Regions from separate parts of the Sus scrofa genome. Here region 1 is linked to region 2. Evidence: chromatin contacts called from public Hi-C data. All regions are on one chromosome and are shown on one strand. The core of a region is the stretch at or near the end of the contact, and the rest is flanking DNA. Distances in the headings are between cores, read along the strand shown.

The links. Hi-C and Micro-C count contacts between places; a contact is called where the count stands out from the background.
Region 1: a Hi-C map of liver shows a contact between it and region 2, with 3 times the contacts expected there. The contact joins the promoter of GDPD2 here to the promoter of IGBP1 in region 2. A contact is called at or near these places in 2 of 47 Hi-C or Micro-C datasets (liver and mesenteric adipose tissue) and 1 of 2 datasets of contacts at active chromatin or transcription factors (skeletal muscle).

Annotation. Positions count from the first base shown.
Region 1 is chrX:56,448,041-56,452,597 of Sscrofa11.1, reverse strand. GDPD2 (glycerophosphoinositol inositolphosphodiesterase GDPD2) reads right to left here and starts at 3,168. Exons shown (of 16, transcript XM_003135152.4): 1 at 2,847-3,168; 2 at 1,100-1,213; 3 at 722-825; 4 at 353-446; 5 at 122-181. The coding sequence starts at 1,204.
Region 2 is chrX:56,171,654-56,175,958 of Sscrofa11.1, reverse strand. IGBP1 (immunoglobulin-binding protein 1) reads right to left here and starts at 2,186. Exons shown (of 6, transcript XM_001927370.5): 1 at 1,409-2,186; 2 at 733-1,026. The coding sequence starts at 1,599.

The DNA of each region.
Region 1 (4,557 bases), core at 1,919-4,418, 280 kb before region 2:
CTTTCACTCAACACACACTCAATCTGGGCTTTAGGTCCTGAGCTGTGCCTGGGAATAGAATAGTTGGCCAAGCACTGGGCCCAGGGTGCCCTTCTCCTGCTCACTCCCGTTCAGACTCTACCTTGTGGACGGGGTGCAGATGCAGAGGCTGGCCACAGAGCCACAGGAGCAGGGCCAGGAGCTGGGGGCAGAGGTGGTAGGAGTCATAAGGTGCCAAGAGGGGTCACTGAATGGGCTATGCAGGCCAACGCCTCCCTCCAACCCTCCCCTTGGTGGCCCAGGTGAGAGGGTAGAGCTGAGCAGGAAGGAAGAAGGGCTGTTGGGGAGTTAGGGCAGCTGCCCCCGGACCCACCAAGAGCACAGATGCATACGTGACCAGGAGAGAGATGACCAGCAGGAATGCTGGGGACCAGTCCATCCAGTGTCCCCAGTGCTGGAACAGGAATCTGTGGGAGGAGAGAGGGAGGCGTCTGAGTAGAGGAAGGGTGGTAATAGTGGCCTGAGGGAAATTGGACTGGGTGGATCCAGGGCTGGAAGGGAGTGAGGGGAAGTCCTTCATGGGGTCAGGGGCTCCAAGGACTGGAGAGACTTCATGGAGGGATTTTCAAGGGAGGCTGGATGGGGGAGAGCTGGCCAGGGCTGGGCATGACTGAGCACCCAAGGGGTCCCAGGGTGGGGAGTAGGTTGACATGTCTGCCGAGGAAGCGAGTCTGTGACATACTCATTGAAGTTGTGCAGGTCATTGAGAAGGATGAGCCCGATGTACAGCCAGCCCAGGGAAAGGAGGAAGGTGAGGAAGAGCAGGCCGAACCAGATGCATTCGCACTGCAAAGAGGCAGGAGAGAAGCTCATAGCCGGATCTTCACTTCGGCTGAATCTGCAACGGATGGCAGCTCAGGGGGGCTTCCTGCCAAGCCTGGGGCTGCTCTGCTCTGTGGGCAGCTCTTCCTGTATTTGAGGGGAGCTTCCTCCTGGGGAGAGAAAGCCTCTTTCTCTCTTTCCCCACCCCTGCCTCTGAACACATCTGGTCTTTTTATCCCTTCCCAGGGATCTCTGCCTTGGACTTCCATCCACCATCCCCACCCCACCCATACTTCACCTTGTTGGTTTGTATCTTGTCTTTGGGGCATTTCCTCCAGTGGCAGCTATACAGACAGTGGAGGCAGCGGGCCCAGACAGAGCAGCAGCCGCGGGACTCGGCCATGGTGAGGGTCTAAATGAAGGGACACTTGGCTATCAGGGATCCTGACAGAAGACAGATCCCAGCCTCCCTTTCAGGATATTTGAGGAGCCCGGGGTTGGGGGGGGGAGGAGCAGAGGCCTGGGCTGCTGCTTGGCAACAGAGGTCACAGGGCAGGCCCAAGTGCCAGATTGGACGAGGAGTTAAGCAAAGGAGACAGTTTCCGGGGTCTTTCTTTCCCTTACTTCTGCATACCTGGAAAGTCAGTTAGACACCCAGGAGGTCCAGCCTCAGGGCAGGATACACACCCTCTCTCCAACTCCTCCCCTTTTAACAGCATCCCTATCTGGGGATGGAGTGCTTGACTGGGGTGGGGACTCTGGAGAAAGTGCCTGGGGTGGGGCAAACAGGGTTTAGCAAGTTGGGGCAGATCTGGCCAAGCTTCAGGTAGCTCTGAGATGCATTCTTCAACCACAGGAACCAAGGAGTAACCTGAAGCAGAGGCACCAGTTCTGACCTGGGGCTGAGGGAGGGCTGGCTAGTTGGCCAGTTGCTATGGATTCAGAGATTGTACACATCACAAGGCCCCAGCCTGAAAGATTCTCTGTCTCCACCTCCCAGGGGGCAGGGGGGCACTACCAATAAGGGGAAGCCTTGAGGGGGAACAGGTTGCCTGGGTCACTCCCTGCCTTCTGAAGGAACCCTTTTCCTGTGCGCACATACCTGGAAAATTTAAGCCCTTTCACCTCAGGTCCTGTCCCTTCCTGCCCAGCCATCTCCCCCACCCCAGCCAGGAACCCAGTTCCCGCCTTCCCCCTTTCAGGGGCCCCACCCTCTGAGGTCACTTTGGTGAAAGTACAACAAATACAGGGCAAAGGTGTGTATGGGGGTGTGGTTATCTTGGGGCAGGGGATCCCTGGACCTTGCACTTTGGGGTCATGCTGAGACCCAGATGGCTTACTGATTCCCAAACTAGGCTGGGTGTGTGGTTGTGATTCTCCATAAGAGGATGTGAGATTTGTGGCAGCATTTGAATGTGTGTACCCACTAGTGGCTGTCAGTAAAATGGGTTTCTAGGTGGCTTAGGGTATGTAAAGGGGCCTCTGGATACACCCAAAGGGAGTGTGGTCTGAGGAACATGACTCTTGCCTTGTCATCTGGGCTCGCCGGAGGCTGTGGGGTCTTGGGGTGCACAGTGGCTGGGCCCCTGGAAGAGAGGGTGTGGCTGCTCCTGAAACTGCACTTCTTACCCTATGCTGTCCTTAGAAAAGGAGGGTTGGGGTAGGGCATGAAGTTGGGGGGCTAGAGCTGGGGGTCGGGCTGGGAAGGAAACCTCTCCTCTCCCTGAGACTCCCTCCCAGGAAAAAGCCAACCCAAAGGGAGGCCCCTTGCCTCTTCCCATGCTGGGACTGGGTGGTAGCAGCCTGCAATCAGGGGCTCAGTCAGCATGGGTCCTGCCCCTACACCCAGACACAGCCTTCCAGGATCACACCTCCCTCCAGGAGCTATCTGTGGGATGGATGAGGATCTGAGCAGACAGAAAACTCCCAACAGGGAAGCTGTCCAGGGCTGCTCCTCAGTCCCTGGGCCCAGTCCCTGCCGGGAGGAGCCGGTCTCTGCCCCACCACTCCCGCCTGCGGCCCCCAGCCTTCCCGAACCCTCACACCTTTTCTCAGCGGCAGCTCTGCTCTGCTCTCTGCACTGCACAGCTTCCCAGCTCTTCTCCGAGTTGTCTGCCTCCTCCCTCTTCCAGTCCTTGGCTCAGCCCCACCAGTCAAACAGGTGGCACTGTTGCCACCTACAGGAGGCTATGTGGGTCCTCTCCCCAGGCCTGCAGCTACTCTTTGGCCCATGCCCGGCCAGGGTGGGAAGATGGGAGGGAGGACGGGGGAGGGCGAGCAGAACTGCTTCTTTACTCGCTGTCGGTCAGGGGGCTTGGGGTGAGGAATTCCTTTGTGCAGCCTTCCCCATCTCTCTGTCCCTCCTCCTGTTCCCCTCTCTGAGGCTTTGTCCCAGCTCAGGGAGGCGAGGGCTGAGGGCACGGGTGGGCGGGCGGGAAGCTGGGGGGAGGTAACCACACAACTTTGCAATGCAACTTGGCAGTGAGAAGGGGCCCAGCCAGCCCCTTGGGAAGGAGTGTGTGTGTGTGTGTGTGTGTGTGTGTGTGTGTGTGTGTGTGTGTGTGTAAGTCCAGCATCCAGACTCAAGCTCCCTGGAAGGATAGCCTTGCCTCATCAGCTTCCCTTTCCTCTTGAGATCCTGCTTTGACTTTTGCAAGGCGCATCTAGAAGAGACCTCAGAGTTGCAAGCCACTTCCAGTTTCACTGTTTCTGGACCAGGGGTCTCTATGGGCCCTGTGAGGCCTGGGTGTCATTAGCAGCCCTCCCCTTCGCCCCCCCCCCGCATCACCCTGGAAAGGAGATGCTCATTTAAGATGTGCTGAAATTTGCATCATTCCCGCTGACTTGACCCCAAGGCATCCAGTCTCTTTCCAAGCATCATTGGAGGAATGTATAGTGTTAGGGTCACTGGCTTTTGGAAGATGAACACATACAAAAGATGCTGTAACCACACAGCAGGAGAGGGATAGCCAGCACATTGTAGAGTCGGCTTAGCACTAGAGCACAGGGCTCTGGGTGGGCCAGGGACTGGGGGCTGGCTTGACTGATCTTCTCTCTCTACCTTTTGCCTGATGAAGCCTGGAGTCTAGCGAAGTGTTGGTGGGAAAGGATGCCTTCTCTAGGGATAAGCTCGGCTACCCCTCCCCCCAAACGCACTGGATTTGGAACAGCAAGAAGGAAGACTGGCTCTCTTATGCCAAGAGCTGGCCCCCCTCCTTCTCTGCCTTCCCATTGTATCCAGGGGCTCTAGTTGGCAATGGCAAAGGCTCCCTTGCTCCCTCCGCATTAAAATGCAAAGAGAAGCTGGGCTGCTTGCTGGCAGGAGGCCAGTGAGGGCTGCCGGGTCACTGAATCCTGCAGGCTTCGCTCTAGGCAGGTTGTCCTTTGGTTTCTTTTGCTCAGACTCTGTTGGACTCTGGAGGAGTCTTAGCTTTCGTGTGCTGAATTCTGGGGGGAAGCTTTGGGAGCTTTTTTGGGGGTGGGGGCTGGGATTCGGAATGGATGTGGATATGAAGCTCAGGGCTTGTGAGCTCCCCAGAAGGCTGCAGGGCCAGGGCTGGCTCCCTCTTCACCTTAAGCAGAGATGGAGAACCCAGGTGCAGAGTGAGGAGTAAGCTATGCACATACCCTTCCTCTTTCCTCTCAGAGGAGAAAGCAGGCAGCCAGTGCTGTGCTGGCTGGGGACTGGGCAGCAGTATGCTCCTATGCCCAGGTGATGCCAAATCAGGCCGCAAGGCATTAGGAATAGACACTGCT
Region 2 (4,305 bases), core at 937-3,436:
CAGGAGTCACCTCTTCAAGGAAGCCTTCTCCTCTCTCCTGCTCCCTCTTTGGTCAAGTGTCCTTCCTGTCTGCTCTCTCGGTACCTTCTGCATCTCCCTATCACATTGTTTTGTTTCTATGCCTACCACACTCTGTTTCTATGCCTCTTTTCCTCAGTAGACTGTATGCTCCTCCAAGGCAGAGACCGCCCATATTCATACAAATATCCATACCCAGTTTGTATCCCCAGGACTTAGCATAGCTTCTAAACACTGTGAGCACTCATTAAATATTTTCTAAAAACTAAATTAAGAGAGCAAGGTGTTCAAGGTCACATGATAAAGCTGTGCCAGGATGTTACACACCTGATCCAGTATTGCTGGAACAGAGCTTCTCAAACAATGGACCACAGATGGACTACAGCTACAAGATACTGTGCCCTCCAGATATACTTACCTCAGGGTACCACGTGAATATTGTTATGCTGCTACCTGAGAGAGAGTGGGAGACATTCTGCTATAAGCAATCGTAAGGTGCTAGGAGTCTGACGGTTAGATATGATCATCTCAACAAAGGCAGAGGCTTCTTGAAAAACTCAGGAGAGTTAGCTCTCACCATGGACTACGCTCAGTAAGAACCCAAAGAGTTTACATCAGTTTCCCAGCTCACCCCTGCCAGAAAAAACAAACCAAAAAAACATGCACCCCTCCCCTCCGATGGCACTGCCATTGAGCAGTCCTCAAATGACCCACCTCTCTATCTTAGCCTGTCTCTGAGATGCCATAGCAACGAGGCTAGGATAGGCCACGGAGGAATTAGCAGTGTTATTTTCTGCTGAGTTGGTCTTGGTTTTGGGCAGCTCAAACTCTGCCACATGATAGTATTGGCACTGAGTTAAATAGTTTGAAAAGTGTTCTCGAGCCCACTGCAAGTGTTCTAGACGTTTGCTGAGGTTGACTTGTTTCAAGGCGAACGCTCCTTGAAATGCTGGCACCATCAGGTACTTCAGGTCGGTGGAAGCAATCTCTTCCAAATCTTCATTTCGGCTGGAAAGAGCAAAGAGGAGGCTGTGAAGCCTGGTTGGGCATTCAAACTCCTCTCCTAGGAGGGGGGTGGGTGGGAGTGGGACAAAGGGAAAACGCACTGGGAACAGCTGCCGGCTTTCTACAATGAAAGCAGCTAGCTGAGCGCTCACGCCCAATGCCTATGCAAATAGCTGACACTAGGGAGCAGAGTCATGGGATCTTAACTATCTCGGAAGGGAGGTGGAGAATGTAAACAATGTACAAAAGATCGCAGTGGGAAATAGAAAGGAAAGGTTGCCGGTTCTAAAGTGCTCCTCCACCCCGGCTCAATGGCTCCACCCTGGGTAACCATTATTACCTGCGTTCTGAGCCGTTCTCAGCCGTTATTACCCTCTTCCCATACCTGAACAGGTCGAGCTGCGATAACATTTCGGCAGCCTTCTTCAGGAGGTCTAGTCCCTTGACCACTTTATCTTGGATTATGCGGGAGCCAGTGGGTTCAGTCGCTACTTCCACCTCATCCAGGAGCTGCTTGCTGGTTTCGAACAGTTCGGGGAGCCGCGGTAGCAGTAACTCATCTTCGGCTGCTGCCATCTTGAGGGAGGGAGGAACCCGGAGGATCTCACTTCCGGGGTCAAAGGCAACCTTGGTGGTAATGAGCTCGGAGAAAAGGGACAAAACCGGAAGGGGCACCGCATTGGTCCGGTAGCCCCATTGTTACACAAGCGGCTGAAAACTTCCGGAGGCGGCAGTTAACTGAGCCTAGCAACCGTTTCCACAGACTCATTTTACCAGGCTGCCTATTACAAGTAGTAGACATCTGTTACGAACACACACACGCAGACAAACAAGCAAACCCTAGGCGCCGCTTTTACGCTTGGCTCCTCGTCGCCACCCCGGGCTGGAAAGAAAATTTTCTTGTGGGCTCTGAGGCCGAGACCGAATAGGGAGCGAGGGCGGGCGCGCTCCATGAGCTGGCCAGTCCTGCGCCTTACCTCGCAAGGTGCTCCCTGGGCTAACCGGCCGGGACGGCCGGGGACTTGGCCTCCGCGACGCTCGCTCGGTGCGCAGGTCTACGCGTCCGAGCGCGAAGTGAGAGTAGCGCCCCCCTCCGGCTTCCGTCCACCCAGCAGCCGGAGAGCTGGGTTCCTCCCAGCCAATCCTCGTCCGCCCCCTTCCCAGTCACCCCTCCTACACACCACACCACACACCCACTCAAAAGTTACTTCCTCCGTGAAACCTTCCTTGAGCTCCTCTCCCCTGCCAAGTCACAGAAAATTTTCATTTTCTCTGCATCTCTATCAGAACACCTACCACTATTTCCGCTAGTGATTTACAAACCTATCTCCTGTGCCAGAATATTAATTTTTGCACCCCTCTGGCACTCATTAAGTGCCACAAACGTGAGCCTGATATCACCTGAATAAAAAATAAGTGATAGCTTTGGAAAGCAGCCCAGTTACACAGAACTGCGCTGCTTAATATGGTAGCCACTGGCCACATGGGGCCATTGAGCACTTGTCTGCGGCTCTTTTGAACTGAGATGTACTGTAAATATCAACTATACACCGGTTTTTGACAACTTATTATGAAAAAATATGAAGTATCTTAATTTTTACACTGACTACATGTTGAAATTCTAATGTTTTGTATGTATTGGGGTAAATATATTATTAAAATTAATTTCACTTGTGTATTTTCACTTTTTTAATGTGCCTACTAGGAAACTTAGAATTACATATCAGGCTCACGTTTGTGGCTCATATTACATTTCTATTGGACAGCGCTGATGTAAAAATATAATTCCAGGACTTTGAAAGAAGGGACCACATTCCTTTGAACAAGTCAATATAAATATATACTGATTACCTAAGGACACCCCCGAGGTATCCTAGGAGAATTAAGTAAAACACATGCTACCTGCTCTGGAAAATAAGCTTTTAAAACTAAATATATTTTAACTATCATTGAGAAGAAAAAATTTTCCATGTAAAAACAACTAGAGGGCAATATAGGACAGTATATAACTGGAAGATATGCTGTATTGCACAGGTTGTTGGAAAACCAAGAAATGACAAGAAGTCATTCTATGCCAGGAGTAGTCAGAAAGCTTCAAAGACATGACATTAGGTCATAGAATTTCAAAGTTGGAAGGGGACCTCAAAAATCAGAGGAAAAAGCTGAGACCAGATAAGTTAAGTGGCTTGCCCAACCAGTTGTCACAAAGCCAATGTCTTGCAGGTTCAACTGTTTTTACTCCATCCGTCTTAAATTGAGTAGGATTTAAAAGAATGGAGAGGCCTTTTATGTGGGACAGAAAGAAGCCCCAAGCTAAAACAGCGCTTGGCAAGAAGGAGAGGAGAGTGGGGCATAAGTGTGGGTTGAAAAAGCTTCCCAGGTGATTCTAATAAATCTCTTGCAATCTGCTTTAGAAGCTGAGGAGGAAGGGAGGCTCTGTCAAATTACCTATTTGATTTGTCTAGCACCTCTAATGACTCTAATAAACTGAACTTTCAGGGTCAGCCTTGGCCAGGAATACAAAGAAGAAAGATGGTACTTGTGGAGAAGAGTTAGAGAGTCAGTAATTGAGAGACTAAAGATAATTTGTTCTCGCACATTTGTTTGGATTATGACACAGCATTTACTATTACCTAAGAGAAAAAAATAACATGCAGAATTTGAATTTGGTCCTGAACTTTGTAAGCCATTTTTCTATGGCTTTCAAAAGGACAGTCTTCATGAGGGTTGCCAATTACTTTCAGTGTATATTATATAATCAGATTATCATTTCAAATATTGCATTGCATCTTATTTTGAGATAATACCAAGATTAAAAAGTGGTTAGGAAAAAAGAAATAAGCTGTTTATTGTGCCTCTGTGTGTAAACATTTTTATCACATTAAATCCCTGTTGTGTATGGGAGTTTTTTTTTTAAATCTTGGTTTAGGGGAACTAGAAGGGCCCTTAGAAATCTTATAACGGTATTTAAACTTTTCGTGGTAGCAGAACTCTTTTTCCAAACCAAATTTTGGACAGGTCTATAATTTCTAAAAGGGCTGCTGTGTTTGAAGTGGATACACAGAAACCTGCTCTTTTCCCCAATTTGTGCAGTGGTACCCAAGGAACCAAAGCACCTCCCTCACTTCAGGGGATTCAAAGGGTCTAAGTAACACAGTATAGAAAGCACTAATCTAATGCAGTCCCCCCATTTAGCAAGTGAGGAAACCAGGGCCCTGAGAAGTTAGGTGACTTACCCAAGGTCACAGAGCTAGAGCAATGACTAACTGGGCAACAGTATAC